Linked DNA regions of Rattus norvegicus: all the other regions are linked to region 3. The links are chromatin contacts, called in public Hi-C maps. All regions are on one chromosome and are shown on one strand. The core of a region is the stretch at or near the end of the contact, and the rest is flanking DNA. Distances in the headings are between cores, read along the strand shown.

Region 1 (2,716 bases), core at 78-2,577, 220 kb after region 3:
AAAACATAAAAGGTTGCAGTTCCTAAAACATGGAAACAATATTTGAGGAGACAAAAAATGCTAATAGCCCTGATTGTTGTTTTGTTGTCGTTTTTCATTATTCGTTGAAGTTTTCATGCATTCATATTCTGTGTTTTAAGCATTGTCACTCAGCGTCCTTGGTCTCTTTCATCCATCTCCCTCCCTCCATCCCTTCTTTATCTCACAATATTGCTCCTACTTTGCTGTGTCTGAGTTTGTTGACCCACTAACATTAATTAAGGTTCTTTGCATAAGCATACGTGGGGGCTCATTGACTGGAACAATTTATCAGTGGTTACAGCACTGACGGAAATGACAACCCTCCAAAGGCACTCACCAATTTTTCCCATAGAGTCTCAGTGAGGGCTGAGACCTCATGAGCCCCTCCCACTTGCATGATGACGATCAAGCTAACCAGTTCATGAGTGTAGTGGCTGTGTCCTGTCCACAAGACACGTTTAAAGTAGCATTCTTCCACAATCTCGGGCTCTTACCCTTCTTCTATGATGTTCCCAAAGCTGTGTTGAGAGGAGGGGATCTAGATATCCCATGTAAGGCCAAGCCTCCATTTATTCTCAGCATTTCAACAAGTTGTGAGTCTCTGTGTTAACTAACCACTGTCCAGTGCCAGTGAGGTTTCTCTGAGGAAAGCTGAGAGCCTACTTGATTTGAATGAGACAAGGTCTGGATATGACCCAGGTTGGTTTTGAACACCAGGTTATTTTGACCTCAGCATTGAGATCACAGATGTACACCCCTAAAAGCAGTCTTAGGGACCTGATTTAATCATTAAATGTTGTATACACATATTTAATTAAACTACAATCCACAATAAATACAAGTAGTATATGACAGCCAAGACATGTATGAAAGGAAAGCCTCTTGACCTATTTTTAAAAGACACCTTGAATGTTCCTGATGGGGGTCTCTCCTACAAAGTGCAAAACAGTACTCTCTTGAAGGCTATATTGAAGGAGAATTATATATAATTTATGACAAATTAAATTTAATATGTATAAAGGCTATATTGCTGGGCTGAACAGAAAAATCACATATTAAACACATGACATCATATGTAACTTCAGGATATATGATAGGACACCTGATAGTTAACATTTTCTTCTAGAAAGTCTAGTGTCTTACATTCACATTCTTAAAAGTTGTACTTGCGAAAGACATAAACAAAATTTCCACTAAGACAAAGGACATTTTTCAGTAAGACATTATTCAACATAAAATCTGTGACAGCTAATCTGGACAAAGATCTATGAATAATATCCCAGACCTCAACTTCTAAGGCTGGAGGTATGTTTGAGTTGAGTCAGTGAGTTTGGTTTTCCTTCACATGACTGTGGGATATGTGGCTGTGAGCATCTGTTGCTGAGCGGGGCAATAGAACACATGCTTTGTGAAATCTATGGGAATGGGGCTGGGGCTTAATTTGAATGTCAGATAGCACAGGGACCCCTATGGAGGAGTTAGAGAAAGGACTGAGGAGCTGAAGGGTTTGCAACCCCATAGGAAGAATAACAACATCAACCAACCAGACACCTCAGAGCTTCCAGGGACTAAACCACCAACCATGGGGACTCAGGGCTCCAGCTGCACATGTAGCAGAGGATGGCATTGTCTGGCATCAATAGCAGGAGAAGCTCTTAGTCCTGGGAAGGCTAGTTTTTTCCAGTGTAGGGGACTGCCAGGAGTGCTGAGGTAGGGGTGGGTGGGAATGAGGGGGAACATCCTCATAAAAGCAGAGGGAGGAGGGATGGGAGAGAGGGGAACAGAGAAAGAGGATAACATTTGAAACATAACAATTAACAAGGTGTAACAATTAAATGAGATAATTTATAAGAAATGCTTTTCTACAGAGTTTACATGCCATGCTGTTCTATAGAGTCTGGTAAATAGTTATCACGACTATGACCAACTAGCTGCCATGAAGCAGCCAAGAAGATTTGCTTTGGCTCATGGTTTTAGGGGTCACAGTCCATGGCGGCTTCGAAAGCAAGTTGGTGGTGGCACTGTGTGCTGAAAGTTGGAGATGAGCAGGCTGCTTCCAGCTTCCTCTTTTTGTGCTTTAAATTCAGTCTAGGACTCTGCTTGTGGAGTGTGATGGAGTGGCATTCTGCAGACTCTTTAGACTTAAGACTGCAGAATCAGCTCTTTCAAAGGCCTCTGAGATGCTGACCTAGGACTGATGAGATGGCCCAATGGGTAAGGACACTTGCTGTGCAAGCATGGCACCCTAGATCAATTTCCGGAACCCATGTGAAGGTGGAAGGGGAGAACCAATCCCACAAAGCTGTCCTCTGACCTTCACGTGCTATAGCATGTGTGTTCTCTGTCTTCCCATCTCTCTGTCTCTCTGTCTCTCCTCTCTCTCTCTCTCTCTCTCTCTCTCACACACACACACACACACACACACACACACTTAGACTCAGGTACATAATTAATAATTCTAATATAATAAATTTCTAACATAAATTAATTAGATACAAAAAATAAATAAAATTCTGGCCTGCTCTGCAAATTTTAGACAACTCACACAACCAAAACAAGATATATGCACATATATTTATATGCACAAATATCAGTATCAATAAGTATGCATATATACTGCAGGTTCTATTGGTTCTGATGTATATTCTGTGTTTGTCTATGTCTATGTTTCTCTCTTTCTGTCTCTCTTTCTCAT
Region 2 (2,808 bases), core at 74-2,573, 140 kb after region 3:
ATACATTAGTAGAACTTAAGGCACAAAGAAAACACAGTAAAACATTAAAATTCAGAATCTAGTTAAAGAGAGCCACTTCCTGTAGCTTTGGGGTTTTACACACACGGGCTCAGACTTCAACAATCACATGAAGCTAACTGACACTGATTACAGTGAAAGCCTGACAGTAAAGTGACAACTCAGGATGATGGAGTCTGGGAAGGATAAGCGGATGGGGAAGAACTTCACAGGGGCTTCTGAGACTGCGAGTGTCTCCACTCCAGTATGAATGCTGGATGTTCCTTTCTAGATAGTAACTATACAGTCTATGCATTTTTCTAAAAATATATTTCCAAACCTGGAAAAGGTTAAAAAAAATGGGATGAAGTATATAAAAACATTTTTGAAGGAAAATCATTACATAAGATTATGTGTGTGTGTGTGTGTGTGTGTGTGTGTGTGTGTGTGTGTGTGTGTGTGTAACGGTTTGCTTGGTAAGATTTAAGGGGACTTTTGCTAAAGAAGTCATACACCGAGGTCAGGCTCCAGAAGTGTCCTCTGAGCTAGTCATCTTAGTTTTCCATGAGAGAGTTCTGATACAACCACCAATTCTTAACACATTAGGTAATATGTTTTTCTAAACAATTTCTATAGGTTTTATACGACATGCCATGGTGTGCCCACACATATTCTGCATATGCAGCTTGTGTTACTGTGAAAACCTGATACTCAAATGTTGTAAGTGACTGACGTTGCTCCTGAGCCAGTTCTGCCTACTGGAACAGCCTTTGCCGACGCCCTCTGCACCTGAGCTGCGGTCAGGCCTGAGTGTCCTCGTCCTCGCCCTCTGAGTCAGACTCAGCATCTAAGTCCTCATCACTGTCTTCCTTCCGTTTGCAGCTTCTTCTATGGTTGGAACCTTCACTTTCAGTATTTTCTGAAGGTTCTGGTTCTTTATTAAACGGAATAACAATTTCTTCTTCCTTTCCACATTTTGCACAAACTTCAAGTTTGCAGGCACATGGTCTACACATTATGTGGTAAGAGTCCTTTACTGTCTTCTGTAAACATTTAACACATTTCTTAGGCTTTGACAGTGGTTTGTATTTGCTGTATTTTACACGCCATTCAAGAACTTCTTTGCAACGCTGACATACTCCATCATGAAGTTTTGCATTAATTTTCTTGGTCTGAACACTCTTATCAAACTTGTCATTTTTGAAGGTGAATGTATTCTGGTGCTTCTGAGGCCGGGACTGAGTCACGTTGCCTTTCTGGGAACTCATCACCAAAACACAAGCACCATAAGTTGGTGCAGCCCTTAAGTTACAGTTCTTTTTAATTATTAAAAAAATAAAAGTATGTCAGAGATTGCTCTAGAAACTGGGAATATAACAAAGGACAAATAAACAGGGAAAAGAGGACATTTGTTTACGATAATGGTGATGAGTGCTTTTGAGCAAAATCAATCAAGGAAAGGGTAATGAGCAGGAAGATGAGGTGAACCTTCAAATAGGGTGGCCTGGGAAGTCTCGCTGACAAGGAGACATCTAAGAGAAGGCCCGGGAGGGGAATCTCTGTAACTTCAAGGGTAGAAGGATGGTGGCTCAAAGGACAGTAGACTTGAAGCATACATTATTCATATACAGGCAGTGGGACCAGTATGGTGATGATAGAAACAGAAACAAAATGGGAAACTACAGGAAGAAACTCAGAGAGTTGACAGTGATGATGGCCTGAACGTAATGTACGAAGATTCGAGTGATTGCTATAATTTCTGTATTGCTTTTATTATAAACATTTGATTTCCAATCTCCCTGGAAAACAAGTATGATTTGGCAATGCTAACTTGTGTATTACCACACTGTGACAGCAAAACTAAGAAGCAGTTTTCATGAAATCCCAGATCTTTTCACTTCCTAGTGCCCGGCAACCAGCCTGCTTCCTTCCTGTTTACTCCCCTATAAAGGAAACTTTAATCGGTGACTACAACACATAGAATTATAGAGGTTACTTGGGCCTCTACATAGCCAAATATAATAAATGATTCTGAACACTGGGGATCTGGCTTAGGTTGAGAGACCATATTGCTGTATAAATCACACCATGTAACGAGAGTTTCTGTCTCAGTACAGCTGCACATCCAGGTATAGAGAGCACCAGGAACATGGGGGCACAGGCAATATGTGGGTCAGCATGTTATGAACCCAGTTATTCTGTTCAGCTGCGCTCTGGGCTTCCCAGGCTTGCCCTCTGATAAGAAGTTGGTTTTTAAACACTCATCTTATTTGTTTCCGTTTTCCTTTGCATTTGAGCTCTATTGGGCGAATACTGTTGAAGAATAGAGTTTATGTTAATAAATGTGTGTAGGGTGACAATAAACAAGGAAATAAGGGTAAGGGAGAGGTTGTTGTCCCACAAAAATATCACAATATAGAAAACGAACAGTCAGAGTTATGATAAACTTGATCCTCAATAATTACTGGTAGCCAGAAATTGTTCCAGACTGAGTGTGAATTCCACAAGGTTCGAAAAAGATCAAGTGACCTACATAAGAACAATTTTCAATTTGTGAGAAAATATATCTTACCCACACCTTATGACTCAGAGGTATTAATTTTTATCTTCCTGACTCCGGTAGCCAAATGTTAGGATTGAGTCAGGCAAATATTTCTCAAATGAGTTGCAGAACGTACCCTTACAATAATGCCCCTGACACCAGCAGACGTGTTCTTGGGCAGTAGAAACTTGTGTCTGAGACATTTGCATATTTACAGGAGTTTTGATTCCTTTAAAAGAACATGACGGAGAATAATTTTTATAGCTAAC
Region 3 (2,700 bases), core at 16-2,515:
AAACAGGAAAAATCATCTTGAAGATTTAGTACTTTACAAATTAATCCAATTGGTCTGGATTTTACATTTTCCTCATTTTATTTTCATTTATTTCTCTTTTTTCATCAAAATATTCTCAGTTACTGGTGGTTGAAAGTGATAAATCACACACACACACACACACACACACACACAAACTCCATCTTTGGGTTAATTTGACTAAATATTTAATAAGATCAAGAGGACTTAATGAAATTTCCCTTTTATATAAAACTAGAAATTTGTCTCCAGGAATTAAAATGCTATAAAATTCTAACTGCTTCATTACTAAAAGCAAATGGAAGCTAGACATCCTGCACCAATCGAGGCAGAACTATTATCTGTTACTTTGAAATGCAATCCAAACTTTTCCTTTGCTTGCACATAAAACCTCATCCTAATCCCATCTCCAAAGACAAAAAAATAACAACAGTCCTGAGGGCTTTAATCTGTCATTGGAGGCTATCTGTCGGGTGTAGAGTGGTGTTTCAGAGTTACTGAAGTCAGGATGAAAACTGGGATTTACTTGTTTAATTTTTTTTTAAGTTTAATTAAGTTCCACGCTCTATCCATTAAAACAAAAGAAAAAAAGGAAAGCCAGTTTTGAGTTATGGCACAGGACAGGACAGGAAAGGACAGGAATCACCAAGCAACAGAATGACCAGCAGGAACGTGAAAGTTCTGGCTAAAGCTACTGGAGTTCTCGTTTTTTAAAAGGCTCCACTCACCTGTAGAGCCAAAGAGCTCAGACCTCCATCCAACCACTCACATTTTAATCTGGTTTTGCTTTATTTCAGTGCTGGGGATTGGACCCAGGGCTTTGAGGGTGCAAAGCAAATTCACTGTTGGTATTTAAGACTCACAAAAGAATTTAATAACTGGGGTTGAGATGACCACTAAGCGGCCAGGCTTAAGTCAGGAAACAGTTAACAAGCTCCACGCGTGACTCAACAGTGACCTGTGAAAGGGAACGTGCACTGGTGCACCATAATTCAGCAATCTCAGGTTGTGTTAGGTGGTAGCTCTCATCCGTGGGACTCTGAGCTATCGGTCCCTTGCCTATAGTAAAACCTATAGTTTAGAAAATTCTAAACAATTTTCAATTTAGAGGTATAGAAATAGTGGTCTCGACTAGACATTGAATGTCATATTTAAATCAATGAGAAAAAATCACTTGGCCCACATGTTCTGGGGCATGACTTTCAGGGCTGAATTCTCTTAGGTTATCCCACACACATTCAGCTTACTAACATGGTCAAAGTCTACCTGAAATGGACGGAGATAATTGAAGGTATCGATTGTCAGGTTAGACTGGCTTTTAAACATAGTAGGTTTCTCCCACCAGCAACCCCACTAAATGGCATCAACTTAAAACGTAATGAAGACAATCCATAAAAGAATTACCTCAGCAGAAGAAAACTTTGTTTTTTCCATCTTCCGAATCATATGAATCTCTCTCTCTCTCTCTCTCTCTCTCTCTCTCTCTCTCCACACACACACACACACACACACACACACACACACACTACAACATGAACTGTAAACAACTCAAAGTAAGTGAAAAGTCTAAATGTATTCCTGAGCCACAGACTCCTACACACTATCTACCCTAGAGGACTTATAATTAAATCATACTATGTCTTGATTTCGTCCCAATTACTTTGAAAGCAGCTTCAATAAGGCTACAGCCTATACACAAAAGGCCCTAATTTCCCCATCTGGGTATGAGTCTTTTAACTCCAGTTGTTATGCCCCTGGCAAGGAAGTACAGCTGAGTTGGACAGGACTAGGAGAGTCCACGGGCTGGATTTGCTGTGGCAAACTAACTTCCACTTTGCAAATGGCAGAGCTGACTCTTGTCTTTACTGTCTTTTCTCAAACTCAGTAAAGGGCTGTGGGTTAGACTCTCAGACTTCTTGTGAATCTGTGTCGTGAAAACTCAGGCTTATGGGGTAGAAAGAGGATCGACACCCATTGCTTGTTTTCTTAACGCCCCCAACCCCCCAGTTTCTAACACCAGAATGCTGTGTCAGAGGCATCGCAAGCAGGGAACGGAAGTGGGCCAATGAATAGCATAGTATGAGCACTGACAGTCAATGTAAATTGTATTTTTAAGTTACTAGAACTGTTGTTTTGCTCAAAATATCGGTGCTATTTGTGATATTAAAATAATGGTGTCTCAAAAGAGTATTTCTTTTAACATAGAAATCACTTAGTGAATTCTGTGTAATTTGTAAGTTGGCTTCAAGTGCTCAATAGCTAGGATCAGCTAGAAAATACGAAACAGGACATATTTGATAAAACCAGGACCAAGGTTTCAAGGGTTTTGGAAGAGGTTCCACCCTCTGCTATCATGCACGCTATAACTCTATATTGCTTAAAATGTTGATTACACAATAAAGTTGAAAATGCTAGAGAATCAACAAGTAAATCTTGACCCTAAACTAACTCTACCTTTTAACCTCTTTACCCCTGAAGTCAACACAGATTTCCCCCATACCCATGTGTATTACTTCCCTGCTCATCTCAAACCTCCTCCTGATTATGAGTTTATACACACACACACACACACACACACACACACACACAAAATATCCCAGAGTTTCCCACACAGAAAAGCAAGGCATGGCTCCGGCTACAAATGTAGCAGAGGATGGCCTTGTGGGGCATCAGTGGGAGGAG

Evidence for each region. Hi-C and Micro-C count contacts between places; a contact is called where the count stands out from the background.
Region 1: a Hi-C map of the Rat2 cell line shows a contact between it and region 3, with 11 times the contacts expected there. The contact joins two enhancer-like sites. A contact is called at or near these places in 6 of 12 Hi-C or Micro-C datasets (the A7r5 cell line, the Rat2 cell line, Schwann cells and 3 more).
Region 2: a contact with region 3 is called in a Hi-C map of the Rat2 cell line, with 10 times the contacts expected there. The contact joins the promoter of C5h9orf85 here to the enhancer-like site in region 3. A contact is called at or near these places in 4 of 12 Hi-C or Micro-C datasets (the A7r5 cell line, the Rat2 cell line, Schwann cells and 1 more).

Annotation. Positions count from the first base shown.
Region 1 is chr5:108,960,579-108,963,294 of GRCr8, forward strand. No RefSeq gene overlaps it. Among named protein-coding and RNA genes, the nearest start is that of Mtap, 28 kb to the right of the region's middle. Within about 2 kb of position 1,328, at least 10 of the 93 cell types and tissues checked have an H3K27ac peak or open chromatin away from gene starts, as enhancers often do.
Region 2 is chr5:108,882,472-108,885,279 of GRCr8, forward strand. It overlaps C5h9orf85 (similar to human chromosome 9 open reading frame 85), which reads right to left and starts at 1,324. Exons shown (of 1, transcript XM_039111101.2): 1 at 1-1,324. The coding sequence starts at 1,265. The coding sequence ends at 798. All of the region lies in intron 3 of LOC108350998 (a long non-coding RNA gene), which reads left to right.
Region 3 is chr5:108,738,201-108,740,900 of GRCr8, forward strand. The region is part of intron 1 of LOC130062807 (a long non-coding RNA gene); the gene reads right to left. Among named protein-coding and RNA genes, the nearest start is that of Mir31, 25 kb to the left of the region's middle. Within about 2 kb of position 1,266, at least 4 of the 93 cell types and tissues checked have an H3K27ac peak or open chromatin away from gene starts, as enhancers often do.